Regions from separate parts of the Columba livia genome. Here region 1 is linked to region 2. A link is a contact called in public Hi-C data. All regions are on one chromosome and are shown on one strand. Each heading gives the region's core, a stretch centred on a gene start, on an enhancer-like site or on the middle of the called end of the contact. The rest is flanking DNA. Distances are from core to core; before and after follow the strand shown. Region 1 overlaps RGS9 (regulator of G protein signaling 9). Region 2 overlaps CEP112 (centrosomal protein 112).

Region 1 (4,693 bases), core at 913-3,412, 210 kb after region 2:
GATATTATTAGAGCGGAGAAAGACAGCCGAAAGTTTTGCCTTTCAGCTCAGCAGCAGGGGTTTTTGATACTTTGATCTCAATCAATGCTAAATGTCTTTGTGAGATAGAGGGAGCAGCAGAAATTACCTTTGGCACCATGACTACATCAATTATTTAGTTCTTTTTCTTATAAATTAAAGTGTTCTTCAACTTTTACCCCAATTTTTTCCTCTTCTTCTTTTTTTTTTTTTTTAATTTTCCCCCCCTTCAGTTGATTGGGGGAAAAGAAAAGCTGACTGGAGGAAGTCTGGCTGTGAACATTAATAAAAATCTCACTGACCTTTCCCAGTGCTGGTCTGGGGTCTTCTCTGGGGTGAGGAGATGGATTCCTGTGAATAACAACAGCAAAAGGGTAGCTTGGGGTAATGTGCTGTTTAACCAAATGACTGCGTAGGTTGTTATTGCAAATTTGTCTATGACTAGCCTATTTTTTTCCCAATACTGCTAGCATGAATGCAGCTGGAAAAATGGGACACCTGATGGAAACAAAAGGATTGCTCTAAGCAGGATTTAAAGTGTTGGTGCTTAATAAAGTTCTTTCCATTGCTTCTAGCACAATGCACAGAGGGAAAGTTTAGGAGCAAGAAGGAGGCCCCATCTTCGGTAAGAAGGAGAAGAAACGCAGGTCTTACAGCAGAGTTGCAAAGAGCCAGACCTCTGTGCCTGCGGCTGCAGCAGCTGCCGACGTGCTACGTATGGGATGCACTCGCTGTTGTTAAAGCCACTGGTGTCAGGTAATCCCACCCATACAGAAGTTGTGTCCAGTCTTGAGTGAGTCTCCCTACAGCCAGTGGAGGGAATGAGCCATTTCCAAAGCTGATTCTTCCCACTCTAAGCGGGGTGACCGACTCCTTCCCCGGGGACAGACAGAACCCAGCACAATGGGACTAGAGGTGAGTGGGGACAACGCAGCACAGCACTTCTGCTGGATAACAACACATGGTGAGATATTTCAGAGGAATTTCTGCTCTTTTAATACTCCAGGGAAGAGACAAGGCTGGTGGCCTGAGAGCAGAGCCAAGGGAGGAGGGTTTCCTGCAATTTTGGGAGCTAGTGGCTAGTGTCCAGTACTGAGGTGTTCCCAAGTGTGTTAGAAGCCACTGGAACCAGAACCTGGGCTGGGAACACAAGCTGCAGGACCACAGAGCTGCTCACGGGCTGGATTCACACCGAGGCTGAGCCCAACGCAGCTCGGTGATTTACAATATCACCCTTTGGCCAGAGAATTTTTTTGTGAGCGAGAAATAAGAGAGGTCTTTGCAGAAATGTTGAAGCATGAACTATGGGAACTTCGGTATATTTATATGTAGAACATGTTAGAGAACAACATAATTCTGTTTTCATGGTGATCAAAGTTTTGCAAGAAGGACGACTTGAGACAGTGTGCTAAGCTGCTATGGCAACATGAATTTTAAAAAGTAAACTGACTTGTGAGAGCTTATCTTTCCCTCTTTAGTGTGGTGCAGAACAGATCTGGGAACCTCTGCCCTAAAAGGGATCCTGTGAGGTGCTCACCTCTGCTTCTGGGCCAGGCGTATTGCAAAATGCATAAAACATATCCCTGGCGGCAAGGGGAAATCTACCCCGGTGACTGGGCTTCTTCCTGCATCCCTGAGGCTCCTCCACCCCAAAAAGCCAAGTCATGGTGACTCTTTCGTAATATCATTGTCATAATTCAGATATTCAGATTTTGGGGTGAACGTACCGTGAACCACTTCAGTTCAACTGACATTCTATTCTGGGACCTGAGGAGGCCGTAACGCGATGCAGCCCTGCACAGAGGTGAATTCCACCCACAGAGCACCGTTTCCCAGAGCATCATGACGTGGGCTCGGTTTACATCTCGCTTTTCAAGCCACCCTCGCAAAATGTAAAGGCGGCGGTGTCAGGGACGCTCCTGACGGCTCCTTTCACAAGGGGATGCTGTGAAGAGCTGTCATGCTCTGAGTCAGCTGTTCCGCCACGGCTGGCATGTCAGGCAGGAAGAGTTTGCTCGCAGAGCTATCCCAACCCCGCCGCCTGCCAAAACCACACGGGGGATCTCATGGGAACAAGCCCTCTCCTGAGCCAGCTGGTCCTTCCTGCTCCTCAGGCCTGATCCTGCTGGATGCTGAGCATTCTTTGTTCCATTTTTAAATTAACGAGACTCAAGCAATGCTCAGGCCAAGACTTCAGAGGGAAAAAAAGAAAAAAAAACAAGAAAAAAACAAGCCCTCAGTGTTTTTGGCACTTGGGCTGTATGTCCCAGCTGGAGAGGAGAGAGTGAAATGTCAGACTTTAAGAGAGATTTGAGAGATGCCGCTAGCGTGGAAAACAGATCTCTGATTTTAATCAGGTTCACTGAGCTGGGTATGTCCCCACATACACTTCTCCATCCACCCTGGCGAGCAGGTCCAGCGCAGCGCGTACCCAGCCCCACGGCACGACCACACAGCAGGGTCACCCCAAAGCCGGCAGCCCCACACCGCGGGATCCCCCTCCTGCCCATCGCCCCAGCAAGGCGCTGAGGTTCACCAGTATGGGACTCGCTCCCATCCTGTCCCAACAGTGTCCCCTTGAGGTTGCTGGCTGAGGCAGCCTGGGAAGAGCCCTCACACAGGCTTGGGGGAACCCCAGAAGCTGCTCTTGCTTTTCAGGCTGGCCCAGGGCTGCAGAGCGAACAAGCAAACAAATCCCAGCAGCCATGGGTCAGCGTGAGCCTGAGCAAAGGGTGGCGGAGGAGCCCACCCTGACGTGGGACCTCCACGGATGGAGCTGAGCACGTTGTAGAAGCACACAGCTAATTAAGCATCTTCCTTCCAAGTTTGTTCAAACAATATTCAAAGTCTGACCACTGCAGCCCCCGCTGCAGCTTGTCAGCTCAGACCTGGAGCAGAGATGAGCCAAAGCAGGGCCATGGCCGCCCCGTGGGTCCGTGCCAGCCCCCACAGCCGCAGGAGGCAGGACCGTGGAGCTCTGGCGAGGGCACGGGGCTTCCTCACTACTGCTTGAGTCTCCTTTCTTCTGTCAGCCAAGCAGCAGGGATTTTTCTGAGAAACTGCCCACAGGGAGCGATCACTTTTTCCAGTCATTAACCTTACACATCCCTCACATTATCGGAATACCTTGGATGTCTAAGTTGCTGCAGTGAGCTAATTCTTCCAGGTGACTCCAGGCAGCATTAAATGGGCTCCTGCACAGCGAGGGGATTTGAACTCGAGAGCTGAAAGCGCTCCCGACTCCAGCACGTCAGGCCTCCGGCTGGGGCCAGACCGTCAGATGTCACCGTGTGAGCGCAGCGTGGTGGCAGGAGGGATCCGGGGCCTCCGGAGCAGCAGTCTGCAACCCGCAGTCAGCAGGAGCATGGGGGGTCCAGGGGCGAAGGAAGGAAGGAAGGAAGGAAGGAAGGAAGGAAGGAAGGAAGGAAAGAAAGGCATGGGGTCCTGTCCCACCAGGGGAAAAAATTGTCAGAGTCCTCAAGTTGAAAGATACTGAGGGAAAAAATGCAGTGCCCTGAAGGGATAAATCTGGGGATGCCCAGTGCTGACCTCTGGGACACGTATGTATGTGTCTGTTTGGATGCAGTTGCACCAGGGCATCCAAGCCCTGAGTGAGCAGCCAGTTTTGGATCCCAAAGTCCTTCCTGTGGTTTAGAGGATGAGCATGAGGCCAAAGAACCACTGAATTCCTTGACAAAGATGGAGAGAGCTTCACAGTCCACCCCCAAGGAGCAGAACAGGTCACCAGAGCCTGAGCTTTCCATCACCTGTGTGTGCCCCACACAGCCACCGCCAGGTCTGTACTCAGCAGCCACAACACTGTGTCTGGAGATGAAACGCTGATTGCTCCAGGCCACTGGAAACAAACCCAGGCATATTTCTACAAATATTTCCCTCTGCGCCTCTTTGCAGTGAAGTGCCACCCCTCACCAAGGCCAGCACACTGAGACCCACCTCTTTGATAAGAGTTTCTTGGTGTGTTCCTTGTGGCCAGCAAACTGCACACCGCTAAAAAGAGGTTCTTATGGGAGCTGGGTATTATATAGCACCAGTTACGTTACTCTTGCTAGGCACATAATAAATAAGAGTGGTGCCCAAGTTCATCACGGAGAATGCATGCATTCATCAGCTTGTGAAACTGGGATAAGATGCACATCTTCCTCAGCAAGCCGAGGCGATGAGGAAGGTGAGGAAGGTGAGGAAGGTGAGGAAGGTGAGGAAGGTGAGGAAGGCAGCTTGGGCAGTGGGTGCTGAGCAGTCCCCCAGCTCTGTGCACATCGGCAGCGCCAAGGAGAAAACCACAGACAACCAGGTTCCACGTTACAGCGTTTACTGAGTGCACGGAGCACGACCCACGTCCCAGCCCCAGACACACGGCTGATCCGCAGCCGCCGCTGGCCTCTGGAGTAGAAGGCAAAGAGGTGACAAGAGGAACCTCAAACCAGAGAGAGAAATATTAATTGTAGAATAGCGCTTATAATATGTACATTATATTGAATATAATATCATTAATTCTTATACACCACAATGTCTTCCTCTCGTGTTTCCTGGATTATACACTACCAGTGTCTCATCAGGAGTGGCTGAGTAACAATATTAACAAAAAAAAAACATCACAAAAGACACCGTATTTGTCTCTCAGAAGTAATAGGTGGCCACTGCTGGTGAGTGCCAA
Region 2 (5,240 bases), core at 455-2,954:
TGACATCGATGGCTTTTAGAGAGAAGCAGATGAGGGGAGCTCGTTCCCCTTTATCATGAGATTCATGATAAAGTCAAGTTATTCTAGTGAGGCATGATAGATTAGGCTCTGCTTTGCTTTTTAAATAAAACTATCTTTGAAGGTAATTTTAGAATATCCTGAGAAGGGAAGACTACAGCTTGTTTGGAAATTGGGTGTACAATTGTTTATAGTGGGAGTAGTCCACTTCTACACATTCTCTATAGTGGAATCCTAACATAGTCCTATTTTTTCCTAGCAGGACTCTGTTTTTATTCAGTAAATACCTTTGGGAGAATTAAATTTCAGGATTACATCTCTTTCTGCAGCCATAGACTTCTCCTTTTCACAATTTCCAGCGCTTGTGTTTGCAGCTGGATGACTAGAAGGTGTTCAGAACGCACAGCAGAGCCGGCGGTGCTAACAGCTGGATTCACATCCAGTTGTGGCTGCGATTGCAGAGCAGCAGTGCGCGTCCCGCGGTTACAAGGCTCCTGGTGCTGCTGGTGGGCAGCGTGGTTCTCACAAAGAGGTTCCTGATGGATGTGGATTGCAACAATCCAACCGTTCATACTCACAAAATCATCGGAATGTTCTGTGGAGACCAGCAGCTGATTTCTCGTAGTTCCACTAAGGTACCTCCAGCCTCTCTGTACATCAAGTTTTAGCTGAGTCCGTCCCATTTCTATTTATGATCCATTTAACAAGCCAGGTTGGAAGAACGGAAAGAACTGTACATTAATCAAATGTAATCAAGCAGTACTGGCTTTTCTTGTCCTTACGCAAGGCTGAGGAGATTCCCGGTGCTCCACCTGCTCCGCTCGGCAGCACCTCCACAAAACACTATAGCAGTGACCTGGGAGCAAGGGAAATTAATTGTGCCTGTGTTTTGGGCTGCTACATTTTCCATTTGTGGTGGAAATAGAAAACGTTTGCATATGTTAACAGAGAGATGCAGGATGTTGCAGGAGCACCTTCTCAGCCTAAGTTGGGGACTTTATCTGCATTTATAGATATTGGTGTTTTTCTTCTGAACGTGATGTTTCCTAGCAATATGTTTTGTTGTTTTCTGGGTTTTTTTTTTCTGAGAGCAGTTATTTTCCGCTTACAATGCACTGGCAGCCATTGTTTGTATTGTTTAGGATCAATTGAGGAATTTTTCTAAATGTTACTTTGATTTGATGACTTTGTTCATTGGTGAATTATGAAAGCTCTGATTGTTTAGTGCCCAAGAAGGGTACAATACATTCCTGGGTCCCATGCTCCCTTAATACACGCACATTGTGATGGCAGTAGTAATAGCACCATTAAAGAACAAAAGGTAGCAACACATAGTAGCTCTGTATCTGGCCAGTCCCCTCAAATTACCATAAATATTTGAGCAATCTGAATAGTTTTGGACTCTGTAGTAAAGCTTTCCTGTTCTTATCTGGCACTGAAGGAATGTGGAATGAAGTATTCATTTAACCAAGTACAAAAATATGTATGCTATGCAGTTATAATCATGTGTCATTAATCAGAAAATACTGCAGAAACTCTGACAAATTAAAAACACAAGGATGTGTCTGCAAGGGCTTTTTCAGTCATTAAAAAGCTGCTTCACCTCTCAGGCAAACTATTTAATGGCAACTTCTTGCTCAGTGTACTGACATCTTCAAAGGCTCTGACATCTGTCGGCCTTTGAACTACCATTAAAAAATATTATCCCATTTCCATTCTTTTATGCCCATTTTTTTAATTATAGCCCTTCTTTCAAGTTAGGAACATGGTTGGTTTAAATGATGCTGTCCTTTCGTTTTCAGCCACCCAGCTGCGGTTTGAATAAATTGATGTAGAATCAAAGGCGGGACTTTAAAGGGAAAAGGTTTGATGGACTTGGACTCCGAACCAGATGAGGTTTTATGATGAAAAGGGTTTAATCCCAGCACAGGCATCGCTTCTATCAGTCGAGCAGTACAAAGCGATTCATATATATAGGTTCATGAGAAATGATCTATTTTTTTTTTAAACAGCACAGATCTCTTCAGGACTTGCAAATGTGGCATTAGCTAATATTCAGAGAGCTGATTTCCTTTCATCCAGCAGAAGCTTATGATTATAGTACAGTTCTCGAATTGGAAATGAGAGCTGCAACACAGATTTAAAGCTATGCTGTCTGATTTGTATTCAATATACATGTCACTGCGGGACAAGCCAGTCTAGGCCGAGCTGGTTCAATAAAGGGAAAAACAGTTTCAGCATCTGAGATTCGGGGAGGGGGGGAAGGTACCAATTAATTCTTACCTGCTTTACCTGAGTATTGTGTCGGCTGCTTAGTAGATTACTATCATTTCTAAAGCTGTGCAAACAAACCCTTGTGATAGCGTTTCTTTGGCATCTTTTGCATCAGAGGCTGAGAGAAAATATGCGACATTAATCAGTAATGGCTTCTAATGTAGTCATTTAGATGGAAGGCAATGTTTGTTTTGCTGTGCATGAGTTTCAAGGAGGTTTAGCAGAGACAGCCTTGCTATTCCTTTATAGCAATAGCCTTTGTTAATGTAGTAATTAGGCATGCATATGGGGGAAACTGAAATCTGTCTCAACAAATGCGTCGGATGCCATTTGTCAAAAATACCACCTCATGGTATTCAGGAAATAATCCCTCTAATAGCTCCATGATCTTTGTGCTTCGTGTTGGTAGAATTGTGGCACAGAGCCATGATTTCTTACTTTGACGTACGATTGCGTCCTTCAGAACAGCGATGCTGTTGATTCTGGAAAGAAAAGTAAAGCAGTAGATTGAAAAGTCTGCAGATTGCGTCCTCTTAAAAGTCTGTGCTGCATTGTACAGAAAGGAAACTGCTCCCTTTGCTCTGCCTCCACGCAACAGCTTCTGCTCCAGACGCTGTTCCCTGTCAGTTGGGGTGTAATATGTTGTTCCTGATCTCTTAATGCAATTTTGAGCTTGTTTTGGGTTTTGTTTTTTTGGAGGTGGGTAGTAAATACAAACAAGGATATGCATAAATGGATATATTTACTGGGATATTTTATTTTACTGGTGTTTCATAGGGCTTGCATGTTTAGTATATAGTTAGATTTTACATTTAAACTAAATATTTATTCAGGGTACAGTTCATTCCAAACATAAATAACTCTGGAGAAATTCCTGCCCCAGGATGCAGTGGCCTGTTTGTCATTCAGCAAAAGAAAGTGGCATCAACTGAATTCAAGGACAAACTGAGAAGGATGAAAAGAATAGAGATCAATGTAAAGGTGCCAGAGGAAGATGCTGAGCCAAAAATACTCTCAATTCCAAGAAAGAAATGTTATGCACATAGTTTTCCTTTATTTTGTACAGATCATCCTGTGACTGATCTTGGTTTTCTGAACTGGTAGCTGTGCAGCACGATGGTTTCAAAAGGGCTCTGAACTCAGAGAAGCCACTGTGGAGATGATGGGAGCAGTGCAACCAGCGCTTGAGGAGGATGAAGGTGCGCGGAGGGAGACTAGGAAAGGTGTCAGCTGTAGCATGTACACAAAATATACAACAGGTACCATCAGCTGATGCCTTTGACTCCAACCTAACACCTGGGCTGAAGAAATAATTCCTTCTCTAGCACTTTCATCCTCAGATGGAGGTGACAATCTTTTCTTTTTGATATAAGGATTGACACTAAAGATAATCAACTAGACTCTGCGTCTTCCAATTAGGAGTTGATATCAAAAAGGTGAAAGGCAAAAGTTGCACGTGTGTGTAATTCTGCATCTTATTTGTGTAACCAGCAAACATACAGGTAAGAATTTGCCACAACTCAGGGATTAACAGCGATACTGCAACCATTGTTAGCGCCTTGCAGAAATGAGGCTTCTTTTGAAAGTTAGAAGCTGATTATTTCTTTAAAGTCTAAACCTGTATGTGACACAGTTTTTATTTCTGAAGCTGCAGGATTTCAGGATTTCTGTCCACACACATTGCCATTCAGGAGAGCGAGAATGAGGGCTTCATGCTTGGTTAAAGACTGTCATCTTCAATACAGCAGCATGACATCAGTAATGAGAGAGTTTCCTGGTGTATTACGTTCTTTAGTAGAGCAGAATAGTACACACGGGCTGGTGCATTTTAGTCATTGACCTGGAGAATAACAGCGCTGGGTTGGAAAAATTTGGTTTTCACCTTGGTTGATGAACAGGACAGAGCTTGGACAGTAGCAGGAACTTTGCGTCTTCCTCAAGTCCCTCAATGTTCTGTTGAGACTGTTGTGACAGATGACCCGGTTGGGAGTTAGTGTCCAAAGTCTGCATTTCTGCAAGTATTAACTTCAGAAATGGAAAGTGGGAGATATCTTAGCACAAACAGCTTATAACCGAGGGGTTTTATCTGTATCTTGTCTTATGTTTATCCGCCAAGTTTTGCAACTGATGCCGTTTCTGTCACAGTCACCACAAAACTCTTACGGGACGTGTGGGGTAAAGTTTCTGGAATACTTACAAGTCGTTCGTGTTTCGAGCCGTAACTTGAACAAATGAATCCAAAAGAGAGGAGTGTGATGCTTTTGGGGGTGATGTTTTGGGGGGTGAGGTTGTTTTGTCTTTTTTCTTGAAGTCTTTCCATTAGTTGATGGTGCGAAGACATTTCTCATAGACAATACAGCTTGTACATCTTCTGGGGACAAATTAGGAATTGTAATATGTGTGATTTGACTGGCTCACAGAGGCGAATGTCTGTAGTAATCTTTAAATCTGTAATACATCATGTCTGCATTTGAATCAGGATTACATGTTGTTCAGGAGATGCTTATGCTTTTAAATTTAGTATGTAGAAATAATATGCAGGAAAGTCCTGTCCTTCCTTAAATATCAGGACTTTACTTTTAGAACAAGCTTTGCTCCAGTGTTATTTCAGAACTGAATATGTCTTAATATTCATCCTTTGACAGCCTGAAACACTCCTCTTCAAAAAGGAAAACAGGGAAGATTAAACATGTGTTTGGTGTAATTTTCATCAGTCATCGTTAAGGGATAGATTGGTATGGTTTGTATAATGCAGCACACCTGGTATTTGGTATAGATTTTTATTTCTTTTTTAGCCACTCTATTTTATCTATATTCTGCTCTCACACGTCATTTTAGGGATCACTGCAGGTGTTTATGTCTCTTTTTTACCTTCATCATATTTAAGTTACAATAATGCATCTATGTAGATCGTTGGGTGCCCAGCTGAGTGTCTCCCTTAAATTCCT

Evidence for each region. Hi-C and Micro-C count contacts between places; a contact is called where the count stands out from the background.
Region 1: a Hi-C map of crop shows a contact between it and region 2, with 2.2 times the contacts expected there. The contact joins two enhancer-like sites. A contact is called at or near these places in 2 of 2 Hi-C or Micro-C datasets (crop and liver).

Annotation. Positions count from the first base shown.
Region 1 is chr18:11,438,744-11,443,436 of bColLiv1.pat.W.v2, forward strand. RGS9 (regulator of G protein signaling 9) reads right to left here. Exons shown (of 19, transcript XM_065034990.1): 19 at 4,332-4,693. Among named protein-coding and RNA genes, the nearest start is that of RGS9, 32 kb to the right of the region's middle. Within about 2 kb of position 2,163, at least 2 of the 3 cell types and tissues checked have an H3K27ac peak away from gene starts, as active enhancers do.
Region 2 is chr18:11,232,082-11,237,321 of bColLiv1.pat.W.v2, forward strand. The region is part of intron 21 of CEP112 (centrosomal protein 112); the gene reads left to right. Among named protein-coding and RNA genes, the nearest start is that of CEP112, 81 kb to the left of the region's middle. Within about 2 kb of position 1,705, at least 2 of the 3 cell types and tissues checked have an H3K27ac peak away from gene starts, as active enhancers do.